Linked DNA regions of Mus musculus: region 1 is linked to region 2. A link is a contact called in public Micro-C data. All regions are on one chromosome and are shown on one strand. The core of a region is the stretch at or near the end of the contact, and the rest is flanking DNA. Distances in the headings are between cores, read along the strand shown. Region 1 overlaps Tpk1 (thiamine pyrophosphokinase). Region 2 overlaps Tpk1 (thiamine pyrophosphokinase).

What was found. Hi-C and Micro-C count contacts between places; a contact is called where the count stands out from the background.
Region 1: a Micro-C map of embryonic fibroblasts shows a contact between it and region 2, with 2.8 times the contacts expected there. The contact joins two enhancer-like sites. A contact is called at or near these places in 1 of 15 datasets of contacts at CTCF or cohesin (the NIH/3T3 cell line) and 1 of 484 Hi-C or Micro-C datasets (embryonic fibroblasts).

What each region holds. Positions count from the first base shown.
Region 1 is chr6:43,522,243-43,527,224 of GRCm38.p6, reverse strand. Tpk1 (thiamine pyrophosphokinase) reads left to right here. Exons shown (of 9, transcript NM_013861.4): 5 at 3,269-3,341. Among named protein-coding and RNA genes, the nearest start is that of 9430018G01Rik, 82 kb to the right of the region's middle. Within about 2 kb of position 1,919, at least 15 of the 459 cell types and tissues checked have an H3K27ac peak or open chromatin away from gene starts, as enhancers often do. A contact at or near this core is called in embryonic fibroblasts, where this site is marked.
Region 2 is chr6:43,350,855-43,355,465 of GRCm38.p6, reverse strand. All of the region lies in intron 8 of Tpk1 (thiamine pyrophosphokinase), which reads left to right. Among named protein-coding and RNA genes, the nearest start is that of Gm35113, 27 kb to the left of the region's middle. Within about 2 kb of position 1,860, at least 25 of the 459 cell types and tissues checked have an H3K27ac peak or open chromatin away from gene starts, as enhancers often do. A contact at or near this core is called in embryonic fibroblasts, where this site is marked.

The DNA.
Region 1 (4,982 bases), core at 670-3,169, 170 kb before region 2:
AAATTTTGGCCATCCTTTAATACTAATAAGTCATCAGCTATAAACTGGAAATAACAAGTATGATTTTAAGATCTAAGTCTAAAGTAGGCAGATGGGGTCAGGGGCTACACAAATCTCTGCCCTTCTGTCAGTCTAAAAATATTCTTCTTATGTAAACTGTCATTATGTCATAACATAATTCCTCTATATCTGTGAAGTGTCATCCCTAGAAATGCCTTCAGAATGCCCAGGTCCCACGGCCAAGGCACTGAAGAATATGTGTAATGGGCTTTTAATTGCAGCATAAAAAAATAACTCAGAAAGTTTCATAGATTGTATTTTATGATGGAAATAATAATCTTACATAATCTTAGTCATTGTAGCCTGAATGCCAGGTTACTTTTGACATGAGTCTTCTTAGAAATAATCTTATTGATTTAATAGAAATGTATTGTATATATTACATGAAGGGAATTATATTAAAAGGTAACTAAAGTTGGTTATAATTTATGTATGTAATTTTGTTTTCCTCTTAATATTTTATATAAAATCTAATTGAATTTAGGGTGTTGCTTTCTTACATTATTCTTTGTGAAATATAAAAGGAAATCTAATTCTCTTTTGAAGATGATCTATCCTATGGGACAGATGCTCAGCTGCTTCGGTGTATCAGCTTTTATTTTTCATTTTTATTTATTATCAAAATCAATATGCTATTTGGAAACTGCCAATTGATTTCTAGATATCTAAGGGACTACAATTTGGAGAGTAATACAAAGTGAGTCTCATTAGGAAGTTTGCTTGAGCCAGAATGAGATCCTTTAGCTCAAGTGCCTTTTCTGTACAGTGAAGTAAGTTGGACATTCTCTTGGTGTGATCTCAGCTCTGCAGATAATAGCGACATTAAAGGAATAATTCCTAATGTCCCTTCCAGAGCTAATACTCTGTGGTCCAAAAACATTAATTTACATATGGCACAATAGTGTCCAGTGGAAGGTTTCAAAGAAACTCTGAGAGTGTATGAATTTACTTAACTAGAAAATAGTTAAACAAAAGAAATGACATGAGAGATGCAATGCATTGAGAACATTTTGGGAAAGGAATGTTATAGGAAGCCATTTGGAACAAGGCAAGGCCACCACATCTGTCTCCTAATTCTACTTCATCTTGAATCAACATAATATGTTGTGCCCAGTCATGCAGTGACTAGCTTATGAATGAATAATACATAGAAATTATTGATTCCTGTGCACACATTTATGCATGGGGTGCAGGTTATTGTTTTTTATTTGTTTACTGATTCTGAGAATTGAACCCAGGGCTTCCCATTGAGCCATACCCACAGCTGTTGGCTGTGTGACAGCACCTCCTTCTATAAATTGGAGTGCCCCTGGTGTACTCCCAGGGTACTCTTTGGTACATCCTTATTGTACAACCTTTTTACTTTGTAGTCAGAGGAAGTTGTGTGAATTAAGGGTAAATAGGCCAAAACCATCTCAGTCAGATTAGGCTTGACCTAATGTTTCTAGTTGAGTTAGGAGATTCAAAATAGTGTAAAAGACAAGATTGTCTTCTTTTAGTAACTAATTTTATGTTGAATGTGCATATGAGGCATTCTAAGTCATAATTCTTACTATATAATTGCTCCTGCTTTAAACCTTCGCCCATCTGCTGAGAGACAGGTCTGTTGCCTACTGCTAGTAGTTGCGTGCCTACAAGTAAAGAAAAGATAATACATTTTTGTTTTCTCTGCCTATTGAGTAAAGAATGATAGCTGTGTCCGTTGCTGGAAAAGGTCTCCTTGGAAAGTCTATGGACCTGCCCTTAACCCTTTGATTTGTGAATAAAATCTCTTCAGAGCTACAGTACTAGTGAGGTATTTGCTATTGTGGCCTGGACTGCTCTCCCAATTCTGGGGCTCCCTCTCACGCCACATGCAGTAAGAAGAGGATAAGCCAGTGATGCAAAACCGTTGGTATTTCTTTGAGTCAGATAACTAACTAAACAAGTGTGTACTGATAAAATTCTTCTGTTATGTGAATAGTAGAATATTTTTGTAGGAACTAAAAATATGCACTTCCTTTAGTATGCATTCCTTAGCTGTGGGAGACTCTATTGTTTATTCTCTGCTAAAGCACTGAAAAAATCCAGGGCCATTTATCTCTCCACAATTCTGGGAATTAAGTGGGGCAGAAAAGTTCTACCCAAACAAATAGGTGCTTGATGCAAAATAAATGATGACTTATGAAGACAGAGAGATAAATGGGATTTTAAAAAATGAGTTGAAAAATAATAGGAAAGTGAACTAAAGAAACATTCAGTATCAAGAAATCCCACATGCCTGGCAGTGATGGCGCATGCACGCCTTTAGTCCCAGCACTTGGAGGCAGAGGCAAGTGGATTCTGAGTTCAAGGCAAGGTCTACAGAGCGAGTTCCAGGACAACCAAGGCTATACAGAGAAACCCTGTCTCGGAAAATTGAAAATTAAAAAAAAAAGAAAGGAAGGAAGGAAGGAAGGAAGGAAGGAAGGAAGGAAGAAAGAAAGAAAGAAAGAAAGAAAGAAAGAAAGAAAGAAAGAAAGAAAGAAAGAAGTAAGTAAGTTAATTCCACATCTTCCGATATAAGACCTGGAGTTCTTTTATAAAGTCCATTGTTTGTTTTGTTTGTTTGTTTGATTGATTGATTGATTTTGAGAAATGGCAAACATACCATGGCAGTTCTCCTGTATAAGTCATGGAGATGGAAATCAGATCCTCAGGCACATTTCTCTGCTAACCAAAAACCTTAGACTTCATATGATTTTCTTAATCCTCTCTAGAAGACTCATATTTCTAGGAATGTGTCAAGAAGTGTTTGGAAAATTTGTTTAAATTGATTTGGCCTGTGATTCTTCTCTTCAAATATTTGAAAGTTCCAAGCTTCTATGAGAGTTAATAGGGAAGAGGGAAAGGCGTTTGTGTAAGATTTTTGTTTTTTTGGTTTTTGTGTGTGTGTGTGTGTGTGTGTGTGTGTGTGTGTGTTTTAACCAGTTATCTTCATCAGTATCTGTTTGTTTGAAGCAATAAGTCTTGATGGTTTGAGTTGACCTGTTCCTACTGATTGTTGGCCTCAGTCTATTCTAGTGAAATCAGGAGTGTATGACAGGACAACCCATTTACTCTGAAAGCAGTCTAGGTTTCCTCGTGTTTTGAATATCTTAATTTTCTCTCTGGCCCTCACAGCTGTAGTGTTAAAGTTCATAATTGAATGGATCAGACTAGTTGACTCACATGGAACTGTTTCTTTCAGCTTCTTGCCTGAATTCGTCAGTGGGGACTTTGATTCTATTAGGCCTGAAGTCAAAGAGTACTACACCAAGAAGGTAAAGCACACCCACTTTTGCTCTTGAGCTCTGGCTCATGCCATTGCTCTGCCTGAATGTCATGGGTGGTGGGGGATGAGTTGCAAAACCCGCTTGGTTATTGTTATAGTTTTTGTTATAGAAATTTAATATATGATACATATTTAATATATATCCACAATTAATATTTATATAAATTTATTTTATATTTTTATAGTTTTTATGATATAAATAATACAATTGATCATAGTAGAAAATATATAAACCTTTTAAAATGATGAATGGAAGCATAGTATTGATAAATTATATCACCATCAGACATGCATTAATATGTACTCTAAACATACATGTTACATATGTATTCAATATGATTATAGTTTACAAAGTCATATCTAATAACTTGCTATTTATACCCTCACTAGTCATTATTCATTTTCATTAAGATTTTATTATTATTTAATGAATGGATTATATTAATATTTACTCAACCAATTCCCAGTTAATGTACTTAAACTATATCTATTTTGTCACATTGTAAACTCTACTAAAATGTCTTTATGAATGAGTGCTCATAAATATGTATAATGGTATACTCCTTGAATTTCAGAAGTTTTCTATAATATCTAAGTTTTTTTTAATGAAGCTACTAATTAGACCTTGAGATTAATAATAGCCAAAATTTTTCACTAGCATGCAAATCTTTCTCAGATTTTGACACTTAAAAACTATATACAAGATCTAACTGGAGGTGCATATTAGTGAATGACAGTAATTACTGATTAAAGGATTCACAAGTCCTAGAAGACAATGCAGAGATTTAAAAAGAGAATTTATAGTATTAGTAATTTTAGTACAACTTCATTATGTGTAATGAATCACTGTAAACTGGTATGGTCAAATCACAATTTTTTTTTTTTAAAGAAACTGCAATGATTGTGATCATAAAGTAAATTTCTTATAAGGCTGTGGGAGAGGTGAGATACTTTTTAAATGCACAGGAAAGATTGAATGAATAGCTTCAGGCAAGTAATGGCTATGAAAATAGGGAGAGGGGGCTGAAGAGATGGGTTGGTAGTTAAGAGCACCGTCTGCTCTTCCAGAGAAGCCAATTTACTGCCTCGTACATGGCAGCTCACAGTCATCTATATCTCCAGTCCAGCCCTTGTACAAGCATGCATTCGGACAAACAGTCACACCTATAAAATAAAAATAAATATTCCCCCAAAAAAACTCAAGAAAGAAATCAGTTTTCTGGGACAAGGCCACTGATAGTATCATCTCTGCCTGTCCCTCATCTGTGTGTGTGTGTGTGTGTGTGTGTGTGTGTGTGTGTGTGTGTGTGCATATTTAAAGAAAAAGAGGAATTGAATAGAGTAAGACACAGCTAGAAGTGGTACTAGTGTGGAATGGAAATCATGCAAAAAACGCATGTAAAATTCTCAAACAACAACATTTTAGGAAAGTAAGGCAAGAAGGAAGATAAGGGAAGGGAAAGAAGGGAAAAGGAAGTCAGAACTGGCATAAGTGAGCCAAGGCTGTTGTGAATGCAAATTCTAGGGTTGGCTGGAATGCAGATTTGTGCAAGTCCCATCTGCCCACCAGCTGATCAGACCTTCTTTCAGCAAATGAAGACCAGTCCCAAGTCAGTGTTTGATATTCATG
Region 2 (4,611 bases), core at 611-3,110:
ATTTCTAAAAAGGAGCTCTAATTATCTCCTTAACTTCTGGAGAGCCTGCCCTGAATAGAATACACTATTGATGTAACATATTGGGGAATATGTTTTAACAAAGAATTATGTTTTTTGCTTATTTTAGGCAGATCTAAGCATTGGAAGGTATTGATCTTGGAAGAGAGATTCAAACTGATATAATTAGTCGTGATTCCAACAAATAGCAGAACTTCTCTGGTGTAATTGTGTTTTGGGATAGCAGGCTGAGTAGAAGTAAGAATTAAAATTAATTAATTAGTGATTGAGCATCTGAAGCCCCAGGCACCCGCCAGGCCTCTTGCAGGGTTGCATGGATGTGTGACGGCTAAGTGCACAGATGAGTGGAGGAGGCTTGCAGCCACTGAGAGGTGAAGGGGAGTGCCTTCCTTGCTTTCATGCATGAAGATTCCTTGTTAGGCTGAAAGGGGCTGAGTGCTGGCCTCAGGAAACCTCCAGTGGTCAGAGTTTGGGGAGATAAGGTTCAGAGGGAACGCCCACTGTGACGATTATCAGAGGCCAGCATAAGGGTAAGTTTCACTTACCATTGTCACAGCGTAGGGGGTTCTTCTGGAAAATGCAGGTTAATATCAAGACCCTTTTACATCAGAGTGTAAGCAAAGGTTGCGCTTGGACAGCTTCAGTGTGCCGACAGCAGGTTCATCCATTGCTTCATCCCAGGCTGTGTGCTTACTCTGCTGGAGCTCCTCTCAGAGGCTGACTCTGGTACTCAACCTCTGTCTGAATCAGACAAATTTTCTTCAATTCAGAATGGCCTTAGTGCAAAGCAGTCAGAAGCTGTGTGGTTGACTTGACTTAGCGTATGCAGACACAGGCGAAAAGAGGGCAGTGCTTCCATGCTAGCCCATGGCCTTGCTACCTCCAGTCTCCTGAGGACCAGTACATCTTCCCACATTCGCACTGCCCCCAAAGTATACATCGATAGGACAGAGGTACTCAGACCGTATGAATACATGTGTCCAATTGCTTTTTTTCAAGTGTTTTAAATATTAGACCTACTTTAAAAAAATGATGTGTTTTCTTTAATTGACATGACTGTTTGCTTTGCTGAACCAGAGAAGTCTCTCCACTAGTTAGGGGGTTCATGACATGATTTTGAAGTGTCCTGGCAGCTAATTTCTTCACCAACCACAATTAGTACTTATCTGTTTCATTATTCATTTTTTGATTCAGGTCAAGCATTTTGAAGCAAAAAGTAATACATTGTACTTCATCCCTCCTTAGCACCAGCTCAGGAGGCACGGAGCCACTGTTTGTCCTTTTCTTACTGATGCTGCTTGATCATTGATCATCTGCCTAAGATCTGAAGGTCCCGGGATCTGGCTGTTCCCTTTGTTCTTCTGAAATTGACAACAACACAGGAGTGGCACTTTGATACTGTGATCATCCGCTTGCCAACATCATTTCAGCTGGTGACTTAACACTAATGGTTTCGCCTGACCCAGTTATTACACTGCTTGCTGCAAAATAGTGACTTTCTATCACTCTTCCTTAGAGTTAACATTCTACTGTAAAGAGAATTTCTTCTCTCCTCCTGTTTTTGGAGCTTCTTTATTAAATGTATTGTTATGCATTTCCCTAAACATTCTTTTCTACCTCAAATCGCCCCAGCTACTCTGTCCTTGCGACATGTCTAAACAGGTTTTTGGATCATTTTCTTATTTTTGGAACAGGATGCTTCAGGCTCATTGGGTACTTTTTAATGCCCTGAACTAAGATTCTAAATAGTCAGCATCTAATGCCAAGTGCGTTCTACGGAGGGAACCACATCCTTTTCAACCAGACAAACCACTGTTAACTTAGTCACTGTAGGGTGGAGAATGAGTAATACAGGCTAAGGCAGGACCTGTGAAATCAGTCTGTGTGCATCCAATTTGCAGACTTCCTTGGGGGTGGGGGGGAAGAATCCAAAATTTTCCATAAAAATGGGAGATGTTGACTTACTCAAGGAACAGACAGCTCTAGAGAATGGCTGGCAAGTAGGTAAGAAATAGCCAGGTAATAGAGAGTCCTAACTGCTACGCCAAGATGTGTGGCTAGGTCAAGGGAGGGGTTTTGCTTTTCTTCATTGGATAGCTCTCCCTGTTGCAGTTAGACTCCAGCATCAGGTATTCTTTCCCATAGGGTTGGCTTGATCAGATGTGAGGGAGAGGAGAAGGAATAGACAGTGCCTTAAAAGGAGTACACGTAAAACCATCCAGTGGAAAAAAAGACAGCATTTTCAACAAATGGTACTGGCTCAACTGGTGGTTAGCATGTAGAAGAATTCGAATTGATCCATTCTTAACTCCTTGTACAAAGCTCAAGTCTAAGTAGATCAAGGAACTTCACATAAAACCAGAGACACTGAAACTTACAGAGGAAAAGGTGGGGAAGAGCCTCGAAGATATGGACACAGGGGAAAAATTCCTAAACAGAATACCAGTGGCTTGTGCTGTAAGATCAAGAATTGACAAATGGGACCTCATAAAATTGCAAAGCTTCTGTAAGGCAAAGGGCGCTGTCAATAAGACCAAAAGGCAACCACCAGATTGGGAAAAGATCTATACCAATCCTAAATCCGATGGGGTGGGAGCTAATATCCAATATATATATATATATATATATATATATATATATATATATATATATAGTATTCAAGGAGTTGGACTCCAGAAAACCAAACAACCATATTTTTAAAAATGGGGTACGGAGCTAACCAAAGAATTCTCAATTGAGGAATACTGAATGATTGAGAAGCACCTGAAAAAATGTTCGACATCCTTAATCATCAGGGAAATAAAAATCAAAACAACCCTGAGATTCCACCTCACACCAGTCAGAATGGCTAAGATCAAAAACTCAGGTGACAGCAGATGCTGGCAAGGATGTGGAGAAAGAGGAACACTCCTCCATTGCTGGTGGGACTGCAAGCTTGTACAACCACTCTAGAAATCAGTTTGGCGGTTCCTCAGAAAATTGGATATAGTTATACTGGAAGATCCAGCAATACCACTCCTGGGCATATACCCAGAAGATGCTCCAACATGTAATAAGGACACATGCTCCACTATGTTCATAGCAGCCTTATTTATAATAGCCAGAAGCTGGAAAGAACCCAGATGCCCCTCAACAGAGGAATGGATACAGAAAATGTGGTACATTTACACAATGGAGTACTACTCAGCTATTAAAAACAATGAATTTATGAAATTCTTAGACAAATGGATGGATCTGGAAGATATCATCCTGAGTGAGGTAACCCAATCACAAAAGAACACACATGATATGCACTCACTAATAAGTGGATATCAGTCCAGAAACTTAGAATACCCAAGATACAATTTGCAAAACACATGAAACTCAAGAAGAAGGAAGACCAAAGTGTGGCTACTTTGATCCTTCTTAGAAGGGAGAACAAAATACCCATGGAAGGAGTTACAGATACAAAATTCGGAGCTGAGACTGAAAGGAAGGACCATCCAGAGACTGCCCGACCTGGGGATCCATTCCATAAACAACCATCAAACCCAGACACTATTGTGGATGCCAACAAGATTTTGCTGGCAGGACCCTGCTATAGCTGTCTCTTGTGAGGCTATGCCAGTGCCTGGCAAATACAGAAGTGGATGCTCACAGTCATCTATTGGACGGAACACAGGATCCCCAATAAAGGAGCTAGAGAAAGTACCCAAGGAGCTGAAGGGGTCTACAGCCCTATAGGAGAAACAACAATGTGAACTAACCAGAACCCCCAGAGCTCATGTCTCTAGCTGCATATGTAGCAGAAGAGATGGGAGGAGAGGCCCTTGGTCATTTGAAGATTCTGTGCCCTAGTACAGTGGAATGCCAGGGCCAGGAAGCAGGAGTGGGTGGGTTGGGGAGCAGGGCGAGGGGGGAGGGCCTAGACTAAGAGACACAATTCTCATGGAATGACATATGATTGAATCTGTCCTGTCTTGTCACTTTTACAAAAACATGAGACCATTAGGAGACACCTAATCTCTTTAATCTGTAGTACCTGCTGCATCCAAACTCTGATAAATGGCATTATCCCTCCATGCCCATGCTGGCTGGTCTCAGGGCTCTTCTGAGTACTATATAATAAAGGTCCTCAATTCCCTTCTATAAAATCACACAGCATTTGCACACAATCGATACATACCCTTTATATTCCTTAAGTAAACTAGGATCTTGTATAATATAAATACAATATAAGTTGTTTCTGTAACTATACTTTTCAAGAAATAATTCTAAGAATAAATAGTCTGTATATGTCTAGGACAAAGATGTGTTCTCCCAAAATGTTCAACCCATGGTTGTTTGAATCTACACATGTAGATCTCACATGTTCACATACATACAGTTGTATGTAGAAAACAAAGGCATACACATACATGACCTAGGTGGTATTCACAGAAGCCACCTTTAACAAGATAAGAGTTTACTTCATTCAACCCAGCCATCTATATTCTAATAACTTGTATTTTATACTGTTCAAATCATTATACCCATCTCTTGTCATTAAAACGGGCAACCCTAATCTGTTCTTTAAGGAGAATAGCCAGAGAAAATAAAATGAGGTGGCAATTT